Regions from separate parts of the Mus musculus genome. Here regions 1, 2, 4 and 5 are each linked to region 3. Evidence: chromatin contacts called from public ChIA-PET, HiChIP or PLAC-seq and promoter capture Hi-C data. All regions are on one chromosome and are shown on one strand. The core of a region is the stretch at or near the end of the contact, and the rest is flanking DNA. Distances in the headings are between cores, read along the strand shown. Region 1 overlaps Axdnd1 (axonemal dynein light chain domain containing 1). Region 2 overlaps Acbd6 (acyl-Coenzyme A binding domain containing 6). Region 3 holds the start of Cep350 (centrosomal protein 350). Region 4 holds the start of Soat1 (sterol O-acyltransferase 1). Region 5 holds the start of Tdrd5 (tudor domain containing 5).

Region 1 (5,589 bases), core at 792-3,291, 430 kb after region 3:
TGACTTATGCTCATGGTCCACTGTCTCTCTCCTCTGCACTGCTGATGCTACAGAGGACACTGGTGGGCTCTGCTGGCCAGGTGTCCTTTCCCTTTCCATCCACGTCTAGTTATCTTGTTTTCCTTTGAATAATTATCTTGCTCCTCTGTTAGGTCTCTCAGAAAAAAAAAATTCTGGGTGCCAGCAAGACACTTCTGTGGGTACTGTTGCCACATAAGCCTGACGACATGCATTTGATCAGTGGGACCCAAATAAAGGTGGAAGAGGAGAATCAACTGCACAATACTGTCCAGTTGATCTAACATTGAATCTAACCGTCACAAGAAGGCTGTGACACACACATCAACACACAAAGCACAATACTAATAAAATATAAATAATATTTTTAAAAGATTATTTAGGTACGCAAGATGCCTCAGTGGCAAAAGCAATTACTGAACAAGCTGAGTTTGACTGCCAGAATCCACAGTGCGGAGGGAAAACCGACTCGGGAAAGTTCTCCTCTGCCCCCCACATGCATACCGTGGTAGAGCACAGACATGCAGTAAACAAATATGTGTAATAATACAAAGCATAAGTAAATGTAGTCACATTAGTGACCTGGGTCGTTTGCATTCAAATATGTCACGTGCAGAGGTCATAACAGAAAAACAGTAAGTAGTATTGCACACATTTTAAAATTTTTATTAGATAGAAACACCCAAAGCATGAAAGAGGGCACCGCAGAAGGAGGACTAACAGAACAAAGCCAAATGGCACGTGTATGAAAACATCCTAATGAGCATGGGATGCTAGCACACACCTTTAGTCTCAGCACCCAAGAGACACAGACAGGTGGATCCTTGCCTGAGGCCAGCCAAAGCTACAAAGTGAGTGAGTCTCTCTCTCTCTCTCTCTCTTTCTTTCTCTCTCTCTCTCTCTCTCTCTCTATATATATATATATATATATATACACACACACACACACACACATACACATATACAGAAAAGAAGAAAAATTAAGAAAAGAAAATGTCATGTTGAAATTTAATAAAAGAAAGGTTTTCCTTTGCTCACAGAAAGTGTGTGTGAAGTCTTTGTGAAGCTGGCCATGTGAATGCTGTGTCTATGTCAAGGAAAAGCAGGCATTTTATATCCTCCCTCTCTTTTTATGTAAATATATACAATTATACACAATTCTACATCTACTACATTCTTACTTAGGCAAGGTAGGTATGCCTTTAATCTCAGAACTTGGGAGGCAGAAGCAGGCAGACCTGTGTGAGTTCAAGACCAGCCTGGTCTACACAGTAAGCTCCAGGTTAGCAAAAGCTAGGCAATAAGACCATATCTCAAAAAATATTTCATTACTTTATTGTTGGTTGGGATGTGTATTTCTGGGAGGGGTGTGTAAATATAGGCACAGATAGATATACCACAGCGCTCATTTGGCAGTTGGAGGGCAATTTGGGGAAGTTGGGATTAGGGATGGAGCCAAGAGTGAGAGAAAGAGTGCCAGTTTATCAGGTTATACGGGTGTTTATTCATAAACAACAATAAAACAAATAGAAAGTGAAATGGGATTGCATTCATTCACACACTCACTTCACTCTCCTCCGGTCTGGCATATGTCGTAGCCTGGCTCTGATGGCTGCGCAGGCAAGGCCCTCGGCATTTCATGCTGTGCTTTGGAGCTTCTGGACACACCAGCCCCAAGAAGGTAATAATAGGAACCAGAGCATATACCCCACAGGAACTTAATGAAATTAGAAAAAAATTATGCCCAAAATGGCATGAAGGATGCATATGCTACATAGTGAAACTGTGGGAGAAGGGAGCAGATATAATAATGTTACCAGATCAAGAGATGTTGGGAACCGTCTCCTAGGAGAAAGGGGCTATCAACTCTGCAGCCATCTCCCGCCCTTTACTTGCAGGCTGGTATTTTTCCACCCTGCCAAGAGACTTGTTTCCTAGCATGCGGTTTTTGCAAGCAGCCCACCACAGCTGAGCACACTCTGATAACATCTCATTCTTTTCAGACATTTCCTGGACTTGCAGTTTAGTGCCCCCAGCTGCTAGTCACTTGTGGTTTAGTGTCTCCAGCTGCACTCATAAGGCTTAGCTTATGCTTATGTGCCCTTAATTGTTTTTCAATAAATGGGACTTGACCAGCAACCTGTCTTGCCTCCATTCTTCAAGTCTCTTGCCCCTTCCATACCACTCTCTCTCTCTTGCAGACCCCGTTGACTGATCTGCCGGCCAGGTCAAAGAGATGCACAAAATTAGAAATGTCATGGGAAAATCCCACCGTATCAGAAGCTCTGGAACATGAGTTAGACAGCTCCAGGGGAGATACACATTCACTGCTTGATTGGATAGCTGCAGCTTGGAGATAGGCATTCCCCTTCTTAGATGTAACTCAGTTGGAGGCCTCAGCAAAATGGAATCGTTTACAGAAAGCAATTCAGTTAGCAAGGAAATTAGGAGTACTCCACTTCAGCTACAACCAGGTTCCTGACCCACAGGCAGCACCTGTGGCCTCCCCCTGCCTTGAAGGAGGCTGATTCAGACCTTGCTGCTACTGAGAATGAGACCACCTGGGGTGGAGCCTTCTGACCTAGATGGCTTTATTTTTCTGTCACCTGCCGCTGCTCTTCTCCAAGAAGCACTACGCTGAGAGGCTGAACCTGTCTTCCTGAGATGTTCCTGAGATAGCCAACAACCTGTGGACTTGGCGACCTAATGCTAAAAGCTCTGACAGACTACTTAGCAACAAAGCATCAAGAAGCCTGGTGTGGCAGGAGATGGGCCTCCCCCCTTTATAAGCACAGACTCTTAGTAAACTTTGGGCCTTGATCAGAAATCTGTCTTGGTCTCGTTATTCCTCTCATACTCTCCCATACAGCTCTGGCCTCCCACTCAGGAGCCCAGTTAGTGTGGCCGCAGGCGGCTACACGCACCAAGGTTGGCCCAGTTTAGGAAAATCCGGTAAAGAAGCTCCACAACATCCAGGGATGACCCCAGCTGGACCACTGCAAGGATGCCAAGTGCGGCAGATGCCATGGACTTCTTAGAATCATGCAGAGAGTTAGACTCAGAGAAGGTTATACTAAAGTACCTACCCATTAAAGTAAGAAATATAATGGAGTAAAGAGACGGTTCAAATATAAATATATATATAAATATTTATATACATATTTATATATACATGTATGTGTATATGTCTATGTGTGTGCATATATATGTATATGTGTGTGGTGTGGTGTGTGTGTGTGTATATATATATATATATATATATATATATATATGTATATATATCCATTTGGAAGACAGAATACCAACCTCCCAGTTAGCTCAGGACCAAGCCAACCATGGAATCCCACCAGACTCTTGTTTGGACAAGCTCCTCACAGACCTTTTTTTTTTTTTTTAGGGCAGGGGGGACCCAATGGCCGGGGTCCCCCTCACCCAGGATTCAACAACCAAGGGCCGAGTGTAGGGGCAAGACCTATGAACAGGAGGCCACCCAGGAAAAACCTAAGAGTGTGAGGACATCCCTTTCAACCTCAGGGACACAATATCCAAATCCCAGAGTAGCTCTACCCATTATACTACCCAATAGCACCACCAAAGTGGTCAAATGGCTGTTGGACATGGGTAGTGAGATTAATGTATATACCCTGGATGAAGGACAGATCCTGAATACAGACAAGATTAAAGGCCACATAGAAGTAGAGGGAGTTGGAGGCAGAGTCAGAACCCCTATAACTAAATTAATTATGAATTAGATTTCGATTTGTACAGTGCCCCAGAAAACATCATACAACTACTCACAATACACAAATTATTTCCAAAATTTTTGAATTATAAAAGAATACCAAGCCAGGCGTGGTGGCGCACACCTTTAATCCCAGCACTCGGGAGGCAGAGTTAGGCAGATTTCTGAGTTCGATGCCAGCCTGGTCTACAAAGTGAGTTCCAGGATAGCCAGAGCTACACAGAGAAACCCTGTCTTGGAAAAAAAAAAAAAGAATACCAAAAATACTATTGGCCACAGTCAAAATTCCACAGGTAGAATTACCTAAAATACCACCCTCCTCCACATCACAATACCCAATAAAAGGTGGGATGGAGGAACTAAAGGACACCAAAGAGACATTATTAAAAGAAGCTATTATAGAACCAACACAAAGCTTTAACTACAACAGCCCCATTTGGCCAGTAAAGAAACCCAATGGCAAATGGAGAGTCACAGTAAATAGATTACAGGAATATAAATAACCTATCAGAGCAGATTCCTGGACAATTGCCAGATGTAGAAGATAGATTCCTGAGAATCAGGCAGGTGGCGCCCAAATGGTTTGCCACAGTAGACTTACACCCCAACTCCAGAGAAATCACCACATTCTCATGGGAAGGAAAACAATACCAATTTACTAGAGTTCCACAAGGATACAAAAACAGCCCAATTATAGCACACAGTGCACTGAGATGGGCTTTAGATTCATTCCACACACCAGGAGAACTAGCAATCTTTTCATATATAGATGACCTTCTTTTGATAGAAAATGATAAACAAGTACTACATAAAACAGTAGCAAACTTAATTGCACATCTAACAAATGAAGGATGGAACATTAATAAAGACAAAGTGAAGGGACCAGCAAAGGAAGTTAAATTCCTCGGAGTACACTGGTCGACTAGAGGACCATCCATCCCCCAAGAATTAACAAATTAAGAAACTTACCAAGACCTCAGAATGAGACAGAAACCCAACAGTTAATAGGTTTATTTGGGTATCGGAGGCAACATATACGATACCTGCAATTGTTGCTCCAACCATTATACAGCATAGTGAGAAAAGCATCTGACTTCACCTGGGGACCACCACAGGGAGAAGCAGTAAAAATGATGTTAGAATATAGAGAGCAATTTAGTAATTTAGTTTACATAAATGCAGATAACACAGTGATAATAGATAATCTCTTCATAAAGGGATATGCAGTTGGAATATATTTGTTAAACAACCACAGAATAAACCAATTGGCTTTTATTGCAAATGCTTCCCTTGGCCACACGCCAAGTATTCACTCTTTGAAAACCCAATATGGACTGCCTATGAAGCACTCTGCACATGCCATGCTATCCTAAGATGGAACCCGGTGGCACTCCGATCCATCATGCCCATTCTCGAATGGGTAAAGGCACCAGAAGAGGCATGGGCAGGGCTGAGGATGAAAGGAAAGGTATTCCAATGGAAATGGTACCTCTCAGAGTTCCTTCGAGGAGCAAACCTGACTGACTGCACAGGGGACGGTACTAATTGTGTCAGAGCACATATTGGCATCGAATAACAAAAGCCAGGTACCAATCACACTCTACACTTCCCCTCTCCAGAAACAGATACCCATAGGAACATGGTGGTCAGGTCAATACTCGCCCTCACTGGTTAATGCTTGGTTTACTGACAGCTCAGCCACCACTAAAAGCAACATGGTGTGCTGGAAAGCAGCAGCTTTCAGACCAGAAGATGGAATGGTACTAATAGAGGAAGGAAAGAGCAAATCAGCACAACAGGCAGAAGCAACAGCAGCCATATTGGCAGCA
Region 2 (5,333 bases), core at 2,831-5,330, 390 kb before region 3:
TTAAAAAGCAATTTTAAGATGTTGTTAAAAATAAAATTGAAGAATCAAGATGACAATTTAGAAAAGAACATTTTATAATCTTTGTATCAAAAATGTTAGTCTGTGTTAATAGATAAAAACTATAAAAAAAGGGTTTGCTTTCCTATGTAGTTCATATAGGTTAAGAAAAGTTAGCAACCCAGACTTCCCAGTGGCCCTCATCTGTCGGGAGCTCTGGAGGACACCAGTGTTCTGTGCAGCTCTTCACTTGTCGGGAGTGAGCGTGTCATTTTACTTGTGCAGTAGAACAGGGCTTTGTAACAAACAGTTGTACGTTTAGGTAAACTAACTGAATCTGATGTCAAAGCCCCAAATAAGGTAAGAGTAATTTTTGTTTGGTTTAAGAAATGATTTTTTTAAATTTTGTGTTAAGTTAAAAAGTAACCAGTATATTTTAATTAGAAATTATGTTATAGAGAAGTTATTTTATCTACTACAAACCATTATTCTAATGGCATACTTTTTTATAATATGTTCTGTTATATTAGAAACAGAAATCTATTTTGAATCAAATTTACTATCTCCATATATAGGTTATTTCTGGTACAGAAAAGTACCATGTATTAGTAGTAACATGAATGGTCTACCATACTGCCTTTTAAAGGGTTGAACAGTTTTTTTTAAGAGCTATAGAATTCTTACTTCTGTCTCATGTCTGTGCATTACCCACTTGATCTGCTGGAACCCTGGCTTAAACGGTGTGATCTTTGGGTTAGTTTCAGGGGAACTGGGGGAAGCACACACCTGGCACTCATGTGGGGGGTTTTCAGTTCCTTCTGTGCATGCATTTATCTGAGCTTTAGACGTCTCCTGTCCTGTCTGCTGAGGAAAGGAAGTAATTTGTTAGTCTGTATTTTCACATTTGTATAAAGCACAGCTTTAGTCTTCATTTAAATATGTTATATATATATATATATATTTTTTTTAATAAGATTTGTGAAAGACTTTAAGGCCTCACATCCCACCTTTAAATGACAGCTCGCTGTTGCTATAGTAAATTCATATAAGTTTAGTTTGGGATAACTCTCTAGTGTCCACACTGGGCCTAGTGACATTAGGTTGCTTTGAAATCTGACCTAATTCCTGTCAATATTCCTTAAGATACATAATTAATTATGTAGACATAATATGTAACTTGACATCTTGGAGTTTTTCAGTTTTTCCTTAAGTTGAGTTTTTAATATGTTTGAAAAATATTAGTAAAACTCTAAATGCTCTGTCATTTTGGTTCATAAAAAGAGGATTGTGTGAATTTAGAAAAGGTATCTTTTTCTTATGAGTCATGCACTACATTCTTCTATAATACATAAATTTTATGTAGAATTTTTCTATCATTTATTAATATCTTTGTTTTGTTGTTGTATTGCTTTGTTTTGGTTTGTGTCCTGGCTTTCTTGGAACTTGCTTTATAGACCAGGCTGGCCTCAAACTCACAGAGATTCCTCATTGTCTGCCTCGTGAGTGCTAGAATTGAAGACGTGTATCACCACACCCAGCTATCGCATAGTGATTTTCATTTCACATTTATTTTAAAAATATAGTAACACAAAAGTTAATGCAATTATATATATTTTATAAATGAATAATTCCTATTATATATTGTTATGGTCAAATAGCTTGTATTTAATCCAGGTTAGTGTCAACTAGCCCTTCTGACAATCCTGAAGGGTATTAATCTTTGCTGACAGGTGAGGAAGCCCCGGCTTAAGAACTTAACCAGTTTAGCCTGGAGACTGAGTTCCTAAGACAAGCAAGCACAAACATAAGGCTCATTTAGCCTTTTGGGTCATGCCACATTATTCAGCATTCAAGATTTTCTAGATCTTTGGCACCTGTGTTTTATATTGTTTCCTTACGGGTCCTGAGACTTTGGTCGGTTTCTATGGAGCCTATGACTGTCCTAGGACTGTCGGTCTCACGCACTTCTCCTTTAAGAGAAAGAACTGCTGCAGATCAGGTCCCTTACTTTATAGCTGCGTGCTCTGCCTTAACAGCACACTACAGTTTCCCTTTGTGATTGTGAGCGAGTATCAGCAGAGTCCTAACAAATTAGCAATCATAAAACAATAGACAATTTGCCTTCTCTATTTCCCGGTCTCAGCTGAATCTCTAAAATGACCTCATCATGAGTGTGTGGCTGCTAGAAGTGTGTATGTGTGTGTATTTAGCAGTGTTGCTCTTATACTTAGATTTACACTTTGAAATTTCAACATGGATTGAATATTACAGTTTCATAATTTTAACCATGTTAAGTGCAAAAATGACTAAGGGCATATGTACCTGTACTGTATAAACATATTGGTATGGACATCACTTAAATGTAAATCAAAAGTTTGAAAGTGAGTTAGCAGGCGGATGTAGGATCTCGGGGTTGGTGGCGGTGCTTCCCTTTTCTGCATGTGCACGCATGTGCATATATGTGAGCATGTGCATATGCATGTGCATATATGTGAGCGTGTGCATATGCATGTACATATATGTGAGCATGTTTAATCTTCCGTATTCTTACTACTTGCTACACATCATTCCATATTCGCTATTACAGAGATGGGAGTTTGATATAATTGTTAAGAAATAAGGCATTTAAAAACCTGTAGCAGCAAAGTTGTATCTCTGTTACTAATGCTGCATTCTAAATACCTCTCTGACCACTACTTAAAAGTTTTAAAACTGTTTTGAAATTTTCTTTAAGTGTTTCAGTTCTTAACGTTTGGGAGTCTTTAAACTTGGTATCTAAATCTATTATAAATCTATTCGGGGAAGATTTGAGGTGAATTCCTTTCCTGTACCTGTCTCCTGTCAGATTTGACTCAACATTTTATAAACTGAGAGACTGAATACTTTAAATGTCTAATGTTTATACCCAACTAGTTAAGTCATTTTTATTACTTTTAATCTTGGGTTTTTTTTTTTGTACATTTAAAAAAATATTCAGTGAGCATTTCTCTTGTATGTGTTTTATCTGTTGAACTTTGTGTTGTTGTTTTCTCTGGTATTCTGCTGGATTTCTTTACTTCTAACTACTACAGTTTGTCTGTTTTTTAAATATATTCTTATTTGTGATGTAAAATTGAGGGTAGCTATGTTAAACTTACCTTTGGGAATTAATTCATTTAAGATTTATTGAGCCTCTTCAGGCTGTATTAGTATAAACTAATGCTGGAATCCCCTTGAAATCTTACAATAATGATGTAAGATATAGTTATGATATATAGTTACTCGTAACTATATATCATCTTCTGAATTTTTGTTTTGTTTCATTTTTGTTTTTATTTTTTTAGAGACAGGATCTCACTATGTAGCTCTGGCTGTCTTGGAGATCATGATATAGACCAGACAGGCCTCAAACTCCCAGATCTACCTCCTGCCTCCCACGAGAAAGGACTAAAGAAAGGCATTTGCCTTTATCACTGGCTATCTTCTAAAAATGTTAAGGAATTTATGTGCTTTCTAATGTGATTTTCCCAGTAAACTCGAGATTCCAAATTACTCAGTTTTTAGTATCTTCTACCATTTCTGCTGATTAGTGTAGAATCAGCAAATCATACAACTCCTACATTGTCATTGTCTTATGACTTTTTAAAGCTGATTAGTTTTTATGATTCTTTTGGAGGTTAATATCCTCCCTCTCCTTCGCCCTTGCCCTCCCCCACCATGTTTGTAGTGGTTTCCATGGAGAATTTAAAGTGAGGAAATTTCTTTCTCGACCAACACCTGACCTCTTCTGCTTGATCAGGGCTTTGGTTCATGTTGACAGGGTGCGTCAGCCGAGCATGTCCCAGCCATGAAGCTGTTGTTTCTGCTTCCCTCTGTCTGTCAGTAATGCTATGCTCCTTTTTCTCTGTAATCTAGTTTTCCACCTAGTGTCATTGATGCACACACTCACCTTTAAATGTGAAATGATGAGAGCGTTAACATTTGGTCCCAGATGATGCCCGCAGAGCATCCCATAAAGGATGGTGATGCTGTTTAAGGTGGACAACAGTGTCGTGGAGTTTCGTGGGTCAACACCTGCTCTGTGAGTTTAAATTGCAGCATGTCAGAAATGACATCAGTAGATGCATAGCTTTAGTAGCTGGGAATGTAAATGTTTGAGTTTACAGATGTGCACACATACATGTGTGAGAGAGGTGTTTGTGAGGAAATACACTGGTACAAACCTCTGAGAGTCAGAAACGTGTCTAGAACAATTTGTTGTTATCAACAACACTTGCTTGGATAGTATCTGAAGTCTTTTTATTTGTTATCCTGTGCCCAGTGGAAGAGTCAAGTGCCAGTTTTCTTCTGTCTTTAAATTGACCAAGTTACTTGAAATATCAACCACAGAGGGAACAGAACGGAGATACAGGTTGCCAGTTTCTACTTGTTTAATTGATAAGTTCTGAACTTGTAACAAGTTCTGAAATTTGGAGACTGAAGACTGTACTTCTGTTCAGACAACACTTTTTTTCTGAGACTTGGTTATACTGTATAGCCCATGTCAGCCTTGAACCCACGATCCTCCTGCCCAGGTCACAGGGCTGCAGATGTGCACCACAACACTCAGCTTCAAATAGTACTTTTAAGAAATTGATTTAGTTTGACAGTTAAGTATTTTTATCCAGTTTGACACAGTGGTATTTGGTTTAAATACCATTTAATCATATCTTGTAAAACAAAATCAATTCAAGTGCATGTATTCTTTTAAATATACTTTATAGTGTGATAAAATGTGGATTAGCTCTTGTTTGTATGAAAAAAATGAGAAAAAAAAAGTGCTTGTTTCTTTAGGCCTTTAAAAAATATTACTTGAGTGTCTTGTTAGTGATGTAAATACAGATTCATTGGAGCCTTGGATCTTCCAGGCATTTGAGGTGTTGTAGAGTGTGCGTGTGTGTGTGTGTGTGTGTGTGTGCATACCTAAGCTTAAGTGTGTGCTGTTTTACAGATCTCCCTCATTTCATGCAGAGCCTGTTAAATAGCTCACATCATTGCTATTCTAAGTCATGCTTCTGCCGTCAAACATTTGAAAAGTGATTGACTTTTGCCCATAGCTTCATAATTTATAAGAAAACATAAAATGAAAAGACTAGACCAAGATGATTTTGGTACATGTCTATAATCTTAATCCAGTGGCGCTTACAGAAGGAATCTGTTTAGGACAGAGCAGCCGCTGACTGACTCATCAGCTGGAACTTGATATGTTAACTTCTTTTCAGGTTTCAGTTGTGGGATTTTTTTTTTCTTACTTAATTTGTAGGGGTTGGGTGTCTTTGATTTTATGTCTGTTGAGAAATTTATGGCCAAGTACTTTA
Region 3 (5,131 bases), core at 2,596-5,095:
TCATAGGTAAAACAAGAGCCTTTACTCACTGAGCCATCTTATTGGCCCCTATCTATCTTTTTACAAGCCAAATCATATTACACAGTATTTCTTCTACACACTATTATATCATGAGCACTGTTCCATGTCAGTACATAATAGTGACAAGAAGCAGCTTTATAATGCACCCTGTGCTTACTTAGAATACAGACACTAAGTCATTTAGTTCTCACAATAGCCCAGAGAGGCATGGACTAGCATTCTATCCACCTTACAAAGCCACAGCTGGTATAAAGTGCAGTTAGGACGTGAACCTGTAAGACATGCTGCCTGGTCCATGTGCTGAAGGACACGCTCAGCTGCCTCTCACCAAGTAAATATAGATCCCTAAAGCCTGCTAACAACTGGGAAGTAGCTCACAGCATGGATATACTGTGATTTTAACTATTCCCTTACCAACGGACATTTTGAACGTTTTTAATAAGTATGCTTCCTTTTATTTGTAATTATGATAAATGAATATTCTTTATTTATAGTTCGGCTCTTCTGTTAAAATTTATGTAACATAAAACTCACAAACATTAAATGATTTTATCAAATAGTACATGTACTTTATTTAAATTTTGATAGGTAATAGATTTCACCCCAGGAAGTTGTTTTACTTAAACTTATTTATACTCTAATATTAAGTTAACATGAAAACTGAGATCCACTTTGAATTTTTAATTGATAGTGACAAAAAAACCACTGCCCAGTTAATCATAATTACCTTCTGACTTGACAATTATCTGACATATAAAACAAATAAATGTAAGCCTAGAGCTGCTTAGGGGATTCTTCTTAAGCTATGACGCTGGCTTTCCAACATACACAACATGGACACCGGACTAACTGGACTCCAGTATTCTAAACACCCAGTACTGTGATTAAGAAGGATCAAAACTTATTACAAGTGTGTAACTGTACTATAATTACAATTAGGTTAGGGTCTTAAAGCTTCCATTTTCTTTAAGTTACAACTCCTAACAGAGCACCTGGGCAAATCATTAAAATCATCAAAGCTTTAGGACCCACCTGTGGCTTATTCTCAGTGGATTTTAAATCCCAGGCTGTCATTCCCCTGATACCCAGCAAATTTGAGCAGACATTTGGAGCATATGTCTACAAAAAAGCTAAAATGTGCCTATGAACTAAGAACCAGATTTTTGTTTTTATTTGAAAGTATTATCCTAGGACTGAGATGAACTCAACTCTTATTGTTTAATATATGCTAGAAACTGTGTGCACAGTGACCAACAGAGAACCTCTGCCAGAACAGGACTCGGAGGCCAGGTGAGGAATAATAATAAATAATAACCCAATACTCAAAGGTAAGCGTGAAGTTCCACTGAGGAGCACCAATGACTGATGATGACAAGAAAACCAATGCAGAGACACTGCAGTTCTTTAACTATGTTACACTAAAAACTGACATGGGGGAAAGTCAATAAGGAAAACTATTTTGCACTTTGACCCACACAGCACAAATAACAATCACAACTACAAAGAGAAGTGATCCATTATAATAATTCATGACTTATTAATAATTAATAAAATTTTATGAAAATGCTAATGCCTTTAAAAACCAGAAATCACAAGGAACAAGTGTCATGTGCAAAGGAAGAATGTATTTTTAAAAATATCTTGAAATAATAACAAATAGCAAAAGTATCTAAGGCTAATATTTAATTTAAAATGTAGCTAATTCTAGAACATCTGCAGAATAAAAACAGCACACATAAATTAATGGCTTTGTATGTTCATTTCCACAACTACAAAATAAAGATCTGAGTCCCCTTTGCTCACAAGAGTACACAAAGACTAATTCATGGAAGTACACTCGTCCCCCCACCCTCGCCCCCAAAAAGTCAGTTATTTCGTAAAACTTCTCTTTTGCCCTCATTATAAATTATAGCAGTTTAACAAACTAAAGTGGTTACATAAGGACTTCACTTCCTTTCTTGTTGCCTCTATATAGTGTGTTAAAAATGGATTTTAAAAAATGACAATCAGAAGAAAAAAATTTTAAAACTTTAATTCATAAATGTATTAACACCATAAAAGGTTGATTCTATAGTATTGATGGTCTTAAAATAATACTATACACCAATACATGTCAGAAAAAAGTCTTTCATATTTATACAAAATTGTTTACAAACATTACTATCACTATAAGCACAAAGTTCTGCTATGAAAAGACAAGATACATATTTGTCTACATATACAATGTATTCTGGCATGACCTTCATATTCTGATTAAGGTGTACTAAGTTGAATGCAGTAACAGTTCAGATTTGTTGCATTTAATAGTTTGTCAATTTAGCATACAAAACCTCTTACACTTTCATGGGCTTGCAATAACTTCTAGTACAGGTCTAGGAGTCTCCCAAAGTCACAATCCCAAGTTATTAGCAGCACGCTGCCTTTTTAAAAAGCAGTATTTTAAATTAAGAAAGTTTTTAAATGGAGAGCAGTTTGTAGTATTTCATTATTGCCTCTTCAAAAATTCCCAGGTGCTAATAGTAGGTTGGTCTAGGATGGACTGTCCATTTAAATCTTTAAAATACAAGCGAAGGGAGCAGGTTAACATGGCAACACTAACGACTTCTCCAATTTCAAAACAAGAAACACCAGCAAAACAATTAAGTAGAGTACATGGATACCGACCACTATTCCTAAGGGCCTATTTTTTCCCCCCAAATGAAACATTTGTTACAACATCAAAAAATCCATTTAAAAAAAAATCTATACCTATTTGCAAGTTCCGAACTTGAAAACTAAAACCCTGGCAAATTTCTGCCTGTATCTGTGACATTAACTAAATATGATTTAGCATATTAGTCTGAATTTAAAAGAGGGGGGAGGGGAGGGAAAGTGACAACTTCCAACGTGTAAGGCTTGTTAAATGTCACCCCCTCTCCACCCAATCATGTGTGAATAAGCCGGTGGACTCCATTCAACAACTGCTGCTGGACTGGAGGTGATCAAAGTTTTCCCCATACTGCACTTTGAGAATATTACACCCAGGAAAAGGAACAGAAACTGTTCCTGACACTGGAGCTAGTGCCCCGGAATTTCCCAAAATATGCTCGATCTCCAAACGAAGAAGGGACACTTCGGAGACCAAAGGTGAGAGGTGGCTTAACTCTATGCAGACAAGAGGAGGGGCGAGGGTGCTGAGGGCGACACTGGCAGGTAAGCAAAGAAATCTTGTCTTCCGTGGGCACCAGTAGGTCCGGGAGCCCAGGTCTCAGGATGACCCTCCAGGAAAAGTCTCGGGACCCAAGGAGGGTCCCCGGGGGGGACGTCAGGCAGTGCCAGGGGGGCCCCGCCCCGCCTCTCTGGCCACCTCGGGGACCTGGGACCGCGGACAGAGACATCCGAGGCGGAGCAGGCTCCGCCAGGTCTCCCCGCAGCTCACCTGAGAGTGTCGCCTCCGCCCTCGGCTCCCACGGTGCATCCCGCGGGGCCTGGCGGAGGGTGCAGTGACGCCGCCCCGACCGGCCCCAGGGCTGCCCGGCCTGGCCTCCCCGCTCCGGGGACGCACCGGGTGCCCGCCTCGCCCCGGCTCCCGGGATCCGCCGGGCGGCAGGCAAGGAAGGAGAGGCGCAGAGGCGGCCTTCCTCTGCCCCGCCGCGAGCCCCCTCCCGAGCTGCGGCTCTCCGCAGTCCTCTCAGGCGCAGGTCCGGCCCCGCTCCCCCGCCCCGGGAGTCACTTCGGCAGCGGCGGCCCAGTCGCCATTACAGCTCAACAACTGACACGGAGGAGGAGCGGCGCCGGCGGCAGTGGCGGTGGCGGCGGCGCGAGGCAGGGCGGGAGCAGTCAGGGAGGGAGAGGGCGGGGGGGGGGGGAGAGAGACTCGCCAAACCTCGCGAGAACTGTCCGGAGACGGTTCCGCAGGAATGCAACCCTGGGTGAAGGCCAGCCATGTTGAGTGTGGCCGACGGAGGAGCGCGATCGGACCCGAGGCTAGAGGATGCGGGGAAGCCATCTTTGGTGTGGCGCTTTGGGAGCTCGGCGGGACTCGGGAGGAGCCAGAGTCTATCCGCAGAGGAGACCACCCCCTTCCCTTTGACGCTAATTGGGCCTTCTGGCTGAGCGGGTCACCCCCGAGCCAAAACACGCTGAGGACTTGACAAGGGTGACCCAGGGATCCGGGACCCGGCAGACGATTCAGAAGGAATCGTCACTCTAGGCGGATCGGAGTAACCGCAGCTTTGCGGCTGCTCGCTGCTGTCACTGCGGCCCTCTCATTGGCCAGGGGTTTACAGTTCTGTTCAGCACGCACACTGATGGCTTAAGCTCTTTCCAAAACAAGCAAAAACTACGTTTCCTTTCCCTTCGGTGTTGTGGTTTGAGAAGCCCTCTGGGGTCAACATATTTTCTCTTAGCTTTGTCTTTGTCACCAGCCTCCGCTTGGTGAATTTTATCGTCTGTCAAGACTGTAAAGGACAGCTTTTCTGCGAATAATGCCTGACACCTTCCGCTAGGTGCTCACTGCAGCTAAGCTCTCCACCTTCTGGGCTCCGATAGTTACTTTGCCTCGAAATTATTTCTCATCTAAAGTACCATGGGTGTCTTAAAGTCTCCTTTTTCTATGTATACCCAGTAGGGCCTGGCACAGTAACTACAACACTGTAGATGTTCAATAAATGTTCGCTACCTTGACCATATCAATAAAAGCAGACGACAATAACTGATCCTCCCCATAAGACAGCCGCGCCTCAGCAGGAACTACGTGAATGTACAAAAGTCCTGCACATATGTCAATGTATACACCCTCCCTGAGAACAGCACTTCAGCAAAGAATGAGAGTTGTGGAGATCCCGAGTACGCAAGCAGTAGCAAGAAAAAGATTTGAAAGGTGGAACTGCGGCAGGGAAATGGATTAGCAGGTAAAGGGAATTGCCACCACGCCTGGCGATCTTAGTTTGATCCCCGGACCCAGAATGGTGGACCAAGAGAGCAGATTCCTCTAAGGTGTCCTCTGATCTGCATTGCGTGCAGGTGCATGAGAAGACATGTATGATTACATACATACATACATACATACATGTAATAAAAAGAAAAGTGAAATTTACCTTTTCTCCAGCCTAGTTATTTTAAAGAACGT
Region 4 (5,622 bases), core at 1,653-4,152, 500 kb after region 3:
TTTGAACGACTTAGTTATTGTTGATTTTTCTGTCTGTTTGTTTGGGGGTTTCTTTGTCATTTGTTTAAGGTTTCACTGTGTAGCCCTGTGTAGTAGTAGCCCAGGTTTCTACTGCTTATAGAACTCAGACCCACCTACGTCTTCCTCAAAGTACTGGGATAATAGGCCTGAGCCACCACACACATTTCCACTCCATTTGCTAAGATGTGGATCTGTATAGAGGAACTATCCTCCTTTTAGGTGACACAGTTAACCAGAGGGCTGGCCCGCCGGCCTAGTGGGTAGAAATGCTTGCCACACAAGCATGACATCCCAAATCCAATTCCTGGAAGCCACATAAAGGTAGAGGGAGAAAACCAACTCCACCAAGTTGTCCTCTGACCTCCACCCTCACTACAGTGACATATGTGTGCCATCCCTACCCAGGGAGCTCCAATCACACACACACACACACAATAGTATTAAAATATACCACACTGATTAGACAAGAATGTAAGAAACCAATCTGTACAGGGAAGTTGTGTAATGTTCTGTGGTAAGCATCTTAACTTGACTCCAGAGGGCAAAAAGAAAGAATTAGAGAAACAAATGAATCGTGTCCCAAAGAAATGTCGACTTTAGCCTCCCGGCAGTTAACAAAGACTTCAAAAGAACCGATAAAGCCGTATCACAAATAAATACTGGGTACCTAGGCAGGTGAGTAACTGCTACACCACCCTGAGGTTTGGCAGAGAAGAAAAACCACTGTGGATAGAGTGTACAATCCAACCCTGAATCCGTGGTACACACCTAGAGTCCTAGCATTTGCGGGGTTGAGGCAGGAGAAGCAGTAATTCAAGATCATTCTCAACTACCCAGTGTTAGAACAGCCTGGGCTCCATGAGATCCTGCCCACAGAAAGAAGGGAAGGACAGGGGGAAGGGAGGGAGGGAGAGAGGGGAGGAAATTAACAGTCCAAAGCATAATGTGTACATTTTTAGGGGGTGTTTTGGTTTGGTTTGGGGGGGGGGTGGGAGAGGCTTTTGTAGGTTTTTTGGTTGGTTGGTTGGTTGGTTGGTTTGGTTTTTCAAGACAAGGTTTCTTCTCTGTATAGCCTGGCTGTCCTTGAACTCACCTGGCAACCCTACAACTTTTTCAAGAAGCTAACAGAACAGGGTCAATTAACAAGACTAAAGAATATGAGTACTTGAGCAAATTTTATATACATCTGAGTTTACTTTACTTACAAATGACTAAATATAACTAGTTATCCAACACGGCGGGGGGGGGACGGACACAATTCTAAGAGTCCTGTCTGACAAATGAAACTTCCATAGGAAACAGGCACTCACTCCTATGTTAAGGCCTAAAGTTAATGTTTTTTCTCAAAGTTCCTTTTTTGACACCCCCCCCACACTCTTATTTAGTTCTATTCCTGCAAGATACTGAGAAGACACAGAAAAGATAGACTAACCTCGTGAAATTCACTATAAAACAAAGCATCTATTTACTACAGATGATTCCTGCTGGTAAGGAGACTTCAGAATGCTAACAGGCTCAGACTGACCAGTGGCTCCCACCGGGAAGTGATCTTTGATTTGAGGAATGCTTAGGGGGCGGCGGAAGAAGGGGAATAAGGCCCCCGGGGAAAATGGTCCAGGAGATAAGAAGCAGCTTTCCAGGCACAAGGAAGGAGAGCTAGAGCCTGAAGAACCCGCCCAGCCTTTAAGATAGCAGGAGCTCAGGCGCCTAGAGCTGGGTCTGAGTCCTGAAAGAACGTGAAACCCCTGACCAGTTCCAAGCACGTGACAAGCTAAGCCGTGTGCTTCTCCACGTTTCCTCTCCTTACTCTTCACAGCATCAGAGCTCTTCGCAAGCCCCACTCCTGTGCCGCCTGAGCTGGCTTTTCAAAAAACCAAGTCATTTATATTTCCCAGTTGAAAGCAAACAAAAGAAAAAGAAGTATTCAAGTTGGATTCTGCATTCTTGAAGAAGGCAAGAAGTTTGGGGGGGCGGGGGAGACACAGTGGCAACTACTTAAGTATTACAGTGACCAAGGAGTTTTATATAAAATGCAGAGACTGGAGCTTACAACAATGTCTCCTCCCAAAAAACCGCTGAATATATATATTGCTTAAGTTACGTGTCTATTAGCACTTAAGATCAAAGACAGACACTTAATCCCCCCCCACCCCCCCGCTACTTAAAAACAGAATATGAGCTTGAAACAGGTTTTTCCCTGGCCCATATAGAGTCTGGTGCCTGGTAGTGCCATCTTTCCCTTCATATATATATACATTTCCTCCGCCCACATCAAAAAAAAAAAAAAAAGAAAATAAGAAAAAAAAAGAAAGAAAGAAAGAAAGAAAGCTGATTTCCTGAGCGGTTTTTTTTTTTTTTTAATGTCGCTTTTCAAAGAGTGCAATGACTTCTAATTCTCAACTTTCTTCACTACTGACTGGCTTGAGAGACGCCACATGATTCGGAGGGGACATCAAACCATCACTAATAATGAAAAGGCTGCCAGTCATCGGATGCATTGGATGGCTGCGGGTAACTTTCCCGCTCTCCCCTCCAAACTCAGCGGGACCCTCCCCAGGCAGCAGACAGCGTCCGGGTGGGACAGTCCGGCCCAGGCCAGGCCCGCAGAGCCGGAGCGGCGCCGCCACCGCAGTCCCCTTCTTCTCGGGCTCAGGGTGGACCTGGTCAGGAAAGGAGGAGGGGAGCGGAAGCTTGAGGTTACCTGCGAGCGGAGGGCAGCTGCGGCGGTCTAGGCGGTAGGCTGGGCGGCCGCAGGACGGTCGGAGACTAGGATGTCCCTTCGCCGGCCCGCTACGCCGCCAGCCGGGCTACGGAGGAAGATAAAGCGCAGGCCCCCACCCCCGTTCTCCGCCCCAACCTCCCAGCCCGCGGCTGCGTCACGCGCATCGCCCCGAGCTCCGGGATGCCATTGGTGGTCCTGCGGCGTCCGGCAACGCCCACTGCCACGCCCCCTCCCATATCTAGGGTACCCACTGGGCTTCTCTAGCTACCTGGCTTTCTGGCTCCACCCCAACTCTCCTCCAGTGTGGCTACGAGGAGGCCAAGTCAACTTCCTTAGAGTTTGAAAAGGCAGCCTGCGAGATGGGACAAGGCGGAGTCTGATACTGACCGTTAAGGAATAAGACAGAAGCAGTGGCAAAAAAACCTGTCATAAGTTGCTTTGTGGTCTAAATTCTACTTGACTCAGTCTGTCCTTCAACAACACACAACTTAGATAAGACAGAAGTGAGTCACTTGAAATTATGGGACAATCAAGTAATTTAAAAAGCATCCTTGGGAACTAAATAATCAAAAAAAAAAAAAAAAGATACAGATAGATTTAGGACATAGGTAAAGAAAGCAGATTAGGCCTTGGATTTCTCAAAAGCAAAGATGTGAATGAATTTAGGGTAAAGGTGGGTAAAAGAGAAAATTAAACAGACTGGAGAGATACTGTCGGCCTGCAAAACAGTGTCAGCTAAACTGGCTTCGTTAATCTTTCAGTCAGTCCCTAATCTGTCCAGCTGACCATTCCTTTCCTAGTCAAATACCCTAAACAATGCCTGAGGCTTGCATGAATTGCCTGCTCTGGAGATCTTTCACAAAAGGAGTTCCCCTGTTAGCCCATAGCAGGCAACACTGCTCGCCTTAGAGCAGCTGGGCTCTGCACAGGTGTGCCCAGTTTTTGCCCTCTCTGGGACAACTGTGTTTAATGGTTCTGTCAACAGTTTGGTGATAGCATTTGGAAGCACTCAACTGCCTTTGCTTCCACCTCCTCCTATCCCACCAGTTAGAACATTTGGGACTAAAAATTCACTTCTATTGGGACTCTTGGTAGAGACACTTGCCTATTCACTGTTCCATTTAGTCAGTTAAAAATAAAAATACAGAGCTGGTATACAGCTCCTGAGCTTGGTGATGCACATATTTAATCCCAGCAGCTGGGAGGCAGAGGCAGGTGGATCTCTGTGATTTGGAAGCCAGCCTGGTCCACATAGTGAGTTCCAAGACAGCCAGGGCTTTGCAAAGAGACCCTGTAGGTAAATAGGTAGGTAGGTAGGTAGGTAGGTAGGTAGGTAGGGTAGATAGAAAGGAAGAAAGAAAGAAAGAAAGAAAGAAAGAAAGAAAGAAAGAAAGAAAGAAAGAAAGAAAGAAAGAAAGAAAGGAAGGAAGGAAGGAAGGAAGGAAGATAGAAAGAAGATGAAGTAGGAAGAACAGAAGTTCAATTTTGCAGGCCGACAGTGTCTCTCCAGTCCGTTTAGCTTTCTCTTTCACCCACCTTTACCCTAAATTCACTCATATCTTTGCTTTTGAGAAGTCCAAGGCCTAAACTGCTTTATCTATGTCCTAAATCAATCCAAATCATCTTTTGATTATTTAGTCCCAAGGACACTTTTTAAATGACTTGAATGTCCCGTTACTTCAAGGCACGAGTCAAGGCACAACCATGAATTAAAACAGAAGCAGCCACCGGGAGAAAAATAAGACAATTGCAAGTAGTGATAAGTGTTAGGAAAAAAATAGAGAGTGGTCAGGAAAAGATGCGAAAGAATGCCATGATTAATTTTAAAGGTTTCCCAGGTTGTCATAAAAGAACACAGAGAGTTGGATGACATGAATTGCATATGATTAACCACTTACGTTTTGTAAAGACAGAGGAAAGGCTGATTTTTCTGAGGTAGTCTGAACTAAGACCCAAATAAGGAAGAATTAGCAATCCCAGCCACAGGCAGGAAGAACAGTGAGTGGGATGAGCCTGGTCCTGAAGGGCTCTGGCTGCTCTGAGGCGCAGGAGGCTGGAGCACACTTGGGGGGAGGGTAGAGCACACAGAGGTTGGAGCCTTGAGCAGGAGCCCAATCCTGCTGTTTGGATTCTTTTTCATAAGTTCAAAGGGAAGAAGATAAAGGGTTCCTGGGGGAGGAAGGGAATTAAACCAAGGCCTCACTGTGAAGCCCTCTAACTCATTCATCCACCTGCCTCAGCTGGTATTGAAGGGAGTGGGGGTGGGGGTGGAGAAACACCACAGCCAACCTGGGCTTTGTTGTTTTTGTGTATGTGTTTTCTTGTTTGTTTTCATCTATTTTTTTTCTTTTCTTTTTTTTTTTTTTTTTACCTATTTTATATAGAATATAGAGAAGGATCTCCACAGAACAGCAGAAGTGGAACAACAAGAAACAAGATAACAGAGATGTTCTTGGCTAAGCGTGCGGGGTAGGTCATAGTCGGGCCCTGGATTAGGGTGCTTGCTGTAGAAATCAAAGGTAAGAGAGTTGAGGGTATTTCCCTGAGGCGCAGAAGTGAAGAAACGTGAACTCGAGGTAACTACAGGTCACTTCTTTGAGCAACAGGTGGGTGTCGATATCATCTAGTATAAAGGTGAGGAGAGAAACTCCAGGGCCTCTGGCTAGAATCCAAGTGCCTTCCAAACTGGCCCATAAAAATCTCACATCACCTAATCCTGAGACCAAGGCATAGGTAGATGGGACTCTCTTCATCATATTCCAAAACAAACAAACAACAATAAACCAAGACATTTACAGAACCTGGAGACAGTTGATTGAGACTGTCTCTCGGGAAGAGAGCTAACCAAGCCACTTGAAAATTGTGGGACAAATGTTACA
Region 5 (4,909 bases), core at 364-2,863, 330 kb after region 3:
TTCAACTCACTCTTCACTACAGCTGGAAGAATTGGGGGCACCCTTCCTCGGTAAGGCACCCGGCCAGAGCATATGCTGGGTCTTCCCTTTGGCATGGAGTTTCGGACCTTATGGCTCCTTCTCTGCTTTGCAACCAAACTTGCTATTCCTTTGGTGGATTCGTCTGGAATGGCTAAGAAGATATGGGGACAGTGGAGAAATCACTTTCAAGTAAAACACATACTCCATTTACCCTTTGTATCTACAATTACACCGGCAATTTTTAACTCTCCACAGAGCTGTGTATGTAGGTAGAGTAAGACAAAGCTGTTGGGTCCATCATTTCTGACATTCTGACCAATAAAAGCTTCCCAACTCCTCTACCAGCTGGAAGATGTTTTACTGCTAATCAGGGTCTGGAAGTGTCACTAATTTGTGCCTAGTGAAATTTAAAATGAGTGTTAGGAACTTAGGAATGGGGATTTGGGAAGCTGTTTTGGCTTTCCTTTGCTCTCACTTCCCCCAACAACCTCAAAGGTACCCATGACTATCACCCCAGTTAAAATCCTCCGCCCTGGGATACGGGATATTGTACTTAGTGGTACATCTTAACTGTAAAGGCTCATGTAGACCTTCCAAAGTCTTAAACCTACCTTTCAGTATTACGGTACCATCCCCACCGGGGCAGACACTAACCACATCGGGCATATCCAACACCAGTTCCATAGTGGACCGATATCCAAGGATTCGGAGCGGGAGATGGTTGCCAACCATCAAAAGGTACTCCTTTTCCAACTGTTGTGGAGTCAAACCATCCTTAGTGGAAATAAGAAGGGACCTTATCTCTTTCCTCAGACAGTCCTGTATACGCTCTTGTTCAGACATCGTGCTACAGGATTGAAGGGGGGGAAAATGCTCTTGAAAGTGGTTAAACCAGGACAGAACAAAACCCATAAGCAACCAAGCAAACAAACAAACCAGCCCTGGCTGTCCTGGAACTCACTCTGTAGACCAGGCTGGCCTCGAACTCAGAAATCCGCTGCCTCTGCCTCCAGAGTGCTGGGATTAAAGGCGTGCGCCACCACGCAAAAACCTTTTAACGACCAGCCATGTTATATAAAAACTCAGATGTGAGTTTTACAGGCGATAAGGCTTAAAGCAATACCCTAAGTGTTCCAAGGCTCCTGCAGCACAAGCTCTCTGGCCACACTCACTACAAACTCCAAAGCTCAGCTTGTAGGGATGAGCCCTCCCAATCCTCGCAGCTGGCTGGCATTAAGTCCCAACTGGGCCCGGCTAATAAGGAAGCTTAAAGGGTGATCTCAAGTTCCTTAGAGGGTGTCATTCCCCGCTGCTGCTCAGTATCAGATGGAATCTCTCAGCCGGTCTTTGGGAACCAAGGGTCGCGGTGCATGAGTGACCAGGAGAAGCGTGAGCGGATCGCAGACCGCCTGGTCGCCTCCATGGACTCGGGAAGGGTGGGGGTCCCGGGGTCCCTCCCTCCTTCAGCTGGTCCTCCCGTCTGCCCCGTGCTCTTCCCGTGATCTGAGTCATGCTGAGGACCGCGGTAGCGTATCCCTCTGCGGCCCGCCACTACCTGGCTGCGGCTCGCCCGCCTCGCTCCCTCGCACCCGCGCTGCCGTTGCGCGCCGCAGGTCCGGGACGCTCCGGGAGGGCCGCGGAGAAGCTGAGCCGGCGAGGGTCTCGCGCGCCTGCGCACTGCGGGCCGTCCGGTCCGGTGCGCCACGTTCCACGCGAGCGGGCGCGGCCGGTGTGACGGTTAGCGGAGACCTAGCGTGTGGGTGCGGGTGAGGCCGAGGACCGGCTCCCCCTCTGGGACGGCGCTACAACCCGCCGCATCTACCTCCTCCCGAAGCCGCGGGAAGACGCAGGTGCCGCTGGACCACCCTCCACCTGAGCCCTGCGGCGCCGCCCGGCCCCGCCCCGCCCCGCCCCCAGGCACCTGCGGGGGGCGGGGACCGCGGCGGAGGCACATGCGGATCCTGCGGATCCAGGACTAGTGCCCCCCACCCCGCCCCGCCCCGCCGGAAGCTCGCCTCGCCCCCGTAGGTCTGCGCTTATTTGGGGGAAAAAATTAAGAGCGAGTCTGATTCTTGAGAATTACTGCTGACCTTAAAGCGACTTTGACTCCTAGAAGAGAGGAATGGATGGATGGACGGACTTTTGGAATGAAGAACATCCCAGGAGCAATGGAAAGAAGAGAAGTGGGAGACTATGGAGGATAATTTCATTTGGATATGTTTGCTGGATTTGTAGAGTAAACTAGATTGACAGGAGTCCTCAAAAACTAGCAAGTAGAAATGCAGGATATGAATACCTTTCCCTTAACTGTATGCACTCTTAAATGGACAACCTAAAAGATACTCAAAGGATTCAACTTAAGAGGCCGGAAACTAGGTGGGGTGATGCACACCTGTTGAGCCTAGCTCTCTGGAGGTGGAGAGAGGAAAGCCCCAGCTGGAGACTGGCCGGTTGCATAAAGGGGGCGGGATCCCTAAGCCATTCTTGCCTAAAACCCGTAAGTGAATATTCCAAGAGAACAAAATGTACCATCAATGAATGAGGACTATTAAAGAATCCCTAAAAAACTAAAACTAGAAAGGATTTATATCTTCGGTTTATAGTAGAGCAGTTGTAGCTGATAAGTAGATTAACAGAACATCCTAAAATGAAAAATGGACCCAAATACTGCAGCATTTCAATGACAAGTTTTAGAAGGAACACGTCTTCATATTTTTAAGGGCCCATTGAGTCCTCGGAACTAACTAAAACAAAAATCCCTTCTTACACAAAGCCTAGGAGAAAAGGAATGGAGATTTTAGGTATGAACAGCTATCTCTAAAACAGTGTTAATTAGATTGCCATTGGAGTAAAACCTACCCAGATGAATCTTTTTCCATTGGCAAGCCAACATTAAGAGAGTGGAGTTAAAATGTTTTCAGGAAATAGCACACTGGATGACTCCCTTAAAAAGGATATCACCTCAGATTCTCATACCAATGATCTGCGGTAACAAATGTAACACACCTAGCACCAAGAAGTCTGTATAGGTTAACTATATTTTATTCCTACTGAGAAAGTTAACTTTTTCCTTTTTTGGAGCAAGTCTTATTACGTTGCTCAGGCTGTCGTCAAACTTGGAATTCTCCTGCCTCTACTATGGACAGATTACGGTGTGGGTCAAAATGCCTGGCTTTGATGCAGGCTGTAATAGAACAATCGATGAATAATATTCTAGTTTTATTTCTGTTGTTGCGATAAAAGATAAAGCACCCTGACAAAAAACAACCAGGGTAAAGGGGGCTTATTTTAGCTCACAATTCCATGTTACAATCAATCACTGGGGAAGTCAAGGAAGAAACCTTATGCAGCCTGTAACATCTGCAGCCCGGAGCAGAGAGAAAATACATGCATGCTTAGTGACCAACTCATTTTCTTCTCTCTTGCTTGACCCAGGGCTCAAACCCAGGGGGTGGTGACGTTCACATTCAGAATGGGTCATCCCAGTTTAACTCACCAAATTAGTAAAGTATCCCACAGGCCAACCTGATGTAGCCAATCCTTGAGATTCTCTTCCTACACAATTCTAGGTTGTATGGAGTTGACAAACCATAACATAATAAGAAACAAAGTTGGAACTTTAAGACCATTATTGGAGAGAGGGGATGAGGAGAGAGAGCATGCACAGTATAGTGTCGCTTCATTAAGGAATAGTATCCTCTATTCAGGAAGAGCTGTAACTGGGACCAGCACTGGAACCATCTCCTTGGTCCCTTTCCATCGTGGTGATAACCTTGATACCTCTGCAGATCTCCAAGGATTCTTTCTCCACACCACTTGAAGTTTCCTATCACAAAAAGATTCCTTAATCCACATTTGAATGTGGCAATACAGGAATTCCATCCACTGCTAAAATTACTTATTCCAACAAGTCACTTGGTAACTAAGACTCATAAGTAGATGATAAATTCAGTCCCACTAGCCTTATGCAAAGGTGAACCTGGACCAAAATGCCACTTATCTCCTAAGCCATATAAGCTTAAAACAGTGATGGCATACAGTGAATGCAAGTGTTCATTTTGGAGTTGACAAACAGTGGTCACTGCAAAGTTTGAGTATTTTTATTTTCTCTAGAATAACTATCCATAAGAGGTCTCAAAGTCTTTTGAGGAAAGTCGGAGATGAAGGTTTACCATCGTTGTGTGACAAAACTTTTTCTAGAGAGATGCCACGCACGTTGACACACTCTTCCATAGGAGTCCCATCACAGACATAGTAACCACCCAAGAACCAGTGAGTTTTATTGGGGCTATTTAAAGGAACAGAAAAGAGTCCAAAGACAGCTAGCTGCATCACCCAAGCCCACCCCCCAACATGGGTGACACCTCACAAAAGCTGGGAACCTGGAATACAACACCCAGCCTACAGGCAGCTCAGCAGGTTGGAATGGGTTCTTTGAAAGTGACTGCCGTTGGGCTAAACCTCTTCCAGGCAGCTCTGCTGATTTCTGCTTCCTCCAGGCAGCTGGTCTGGACTCCTCTCTTCTTGGCAGCTTGGCTTAGTTGAGAGGGGTGGACTTTCAGCCTTTACCGCTTACTCTGGCAGGGAGGGAGGGGCCTAGGGAATCTGGTCGGTTGGAAGTCATTTAAGGGATCTGGAATCTGGATTGAGTACTTACTATAAATCTTTGTAGGATTTAGGACAGGACAGGACAGAAGTCTCTATTCTCAGAACACAAGGCCTGTGCTTTGCTGGTTTGTTTTTGTTGCTACTACTCAAAAGCCTAAGTGGGTCGTTTGTGGAGTTCATTCCTCGGGCCCCACATTTCACCAGAGAACCTTGTGGGTCAGTCAGGACACCACTTGTTTTCCCTGTCTGTTATGATGGCCTGTGGTCTATTTGTTGTCTG

What was found. Promoter capture Hi-C pulls out the DNA fragments that hold promoters and counts their contacts. ChIA-PET counts read pairs in DNA pulled down with a chosen protein or histone mark. HiChIP or PLAC-seq counts read pairs in DNA pulled down with a chosen protein or histone mark.
Region 1: a contact with region 3 is called in an RNA polymerase II ChIA-PET map of memory CD8 T cells, with 6 read pairs. The contact joins the enhancer-like site here to the promoter of Cep350 in region 3. A contact is called at or near these places in 5 of 39 promoter capture datasets (embryonic stem cells, hematopoietic stem and progenitor cells, hippocampal neurons and 2 more), 1 of 484 Hi-C or Micro-C datasets (CD4 T cells) and 2 of 115 datasets of contacts at active chromatin or transcription factors (double positive thymocytes and memory CD8 T cells).
Region 2: an H3K4me3 HiChIP or PLAC-seq map of the SCID.adh cell line shows a contact between it and region 3, with 4 times the contacts expected there. The contact joins the enhancer-like site here to the promoter of Cep350 in region 3. A contact is called at or near these places in 15 of 39 promoter capture datasets (the 3T3-L1 cell line, 3T3-L1-derived adipocytes, the C10 cell line and 9 more), 3 of 484 Hi-C or Micro-C datasets (B cells, the P5424 cell line and uterus) and 6 of 115 datasets of contacts at active chromatin or transcription factors (the NIH/3T3 cell line, the SCID.adh cell line, astrocytes and 2 more).
Region 4: a contact with region 3 is called in an HNF4G HiChIP or PLAC-seq map of pancreatic cancer cells. The contact joins the promoter of Soat1 here to the promoter of Cep350 in region 3. A contact is called at or near these places in 2 of 484 Hi-C or Micro-C datasets (both in embryonic stem cells) and 3 of 115 datasets of contacts at active chromatin or transcription factors (embryonic stem cells, memory CD8 T cells and pancreatic cancer cells).
Region 5: a contact with region 3 is called in a promoter capture Hi-C map of stem cell-derived epiblast-like cells, with 2.2 times the contacts expected there. The contact joins the promoter of Tdrd5 here to the promoter of Cep350 in region 3. A contact is called at or near these places in 1 of 39 promoter capture datasets (stem cell-derived epiblast-like cells) and 1 of 115 datasets of contacts at active chromatin or transcription factors (embryonic stem cells).

What each region holds. Positions count from the first base shown.
Region 1 is chr1:156,406,185-156,411,773 of GRCm38.p6, forward strand. All of the region lies in intron 4 of Axdnd1 (axonemal dynein light chain domain containing 1), which reads right to left. Among named protein-coding and RNA genes, the nearest start is that of Axdnd1, 12 kb to the right of the region's middle. Within about 2 kb of position 2,042, at least 43 of the 459 cell types and tissues checked have an H3K27ac peak or open chromatin away from gene starts, as enhancers often do. A contact at or near this core is called in double positive thymocytes and memory CD8 T cells, where this site is marked.
Region 2 is chr1:155,576,746-155,582,078 of GRCm38.p6, forward strand. All of the region lies in intron 3 of Acbd6 (acyl-Coenzyme A binding domain containing 6), which reads left to right. Among named protein-coding and RNA genes, the nearest start is that of Acbd6, 21 kb to the left of the region's middle. Within about 2 kb of position 4,081, at least 2 of the 459 cell types and tissues checked have an H3K27ac peak or open chromatin away from gene starts, as enhancers often do. A contact at or near this core is called in the SCID.adh cell line, where this site is marked.
Region 3 is chr1:155,969,410-155,974,540 of GRCm38.p6, forward strand. Cep350 (centrosomal protein 350) reads right to left here and starts at 3,846. Exons shown (of 38, transcript NM_001039184.1): 1 at 3,440-3,846.
Region 4 is chr1:156,471,426-156,477,047 of GRCm38.p6, forward strand. It overlaps Soat1 (sterol O-acyltransferase 1), which reads right to left and starts at 2,903. Exons shown (of 16, transcript NM_009230.3): 1 at 2,723-2,903. Gm39682 (a long non-coding RNA gene) reads left to right here and starts at 5,134. Exons shown (of 4, transcript XR_865657.1): 1 at 5,134-5,212.
Region 5 is chr1:156,301,735-156,306,643 of GRCm38.p6, forward strand. Tdrd5 (tudor domain containing 5) reads right to left here and starts at 1,614. Exons shown (of 18, transcript NM_001134741.1): 1 at 1,577-1,614; 2 at 633-868; 3 at 1-172. The coding sequence starts at 864.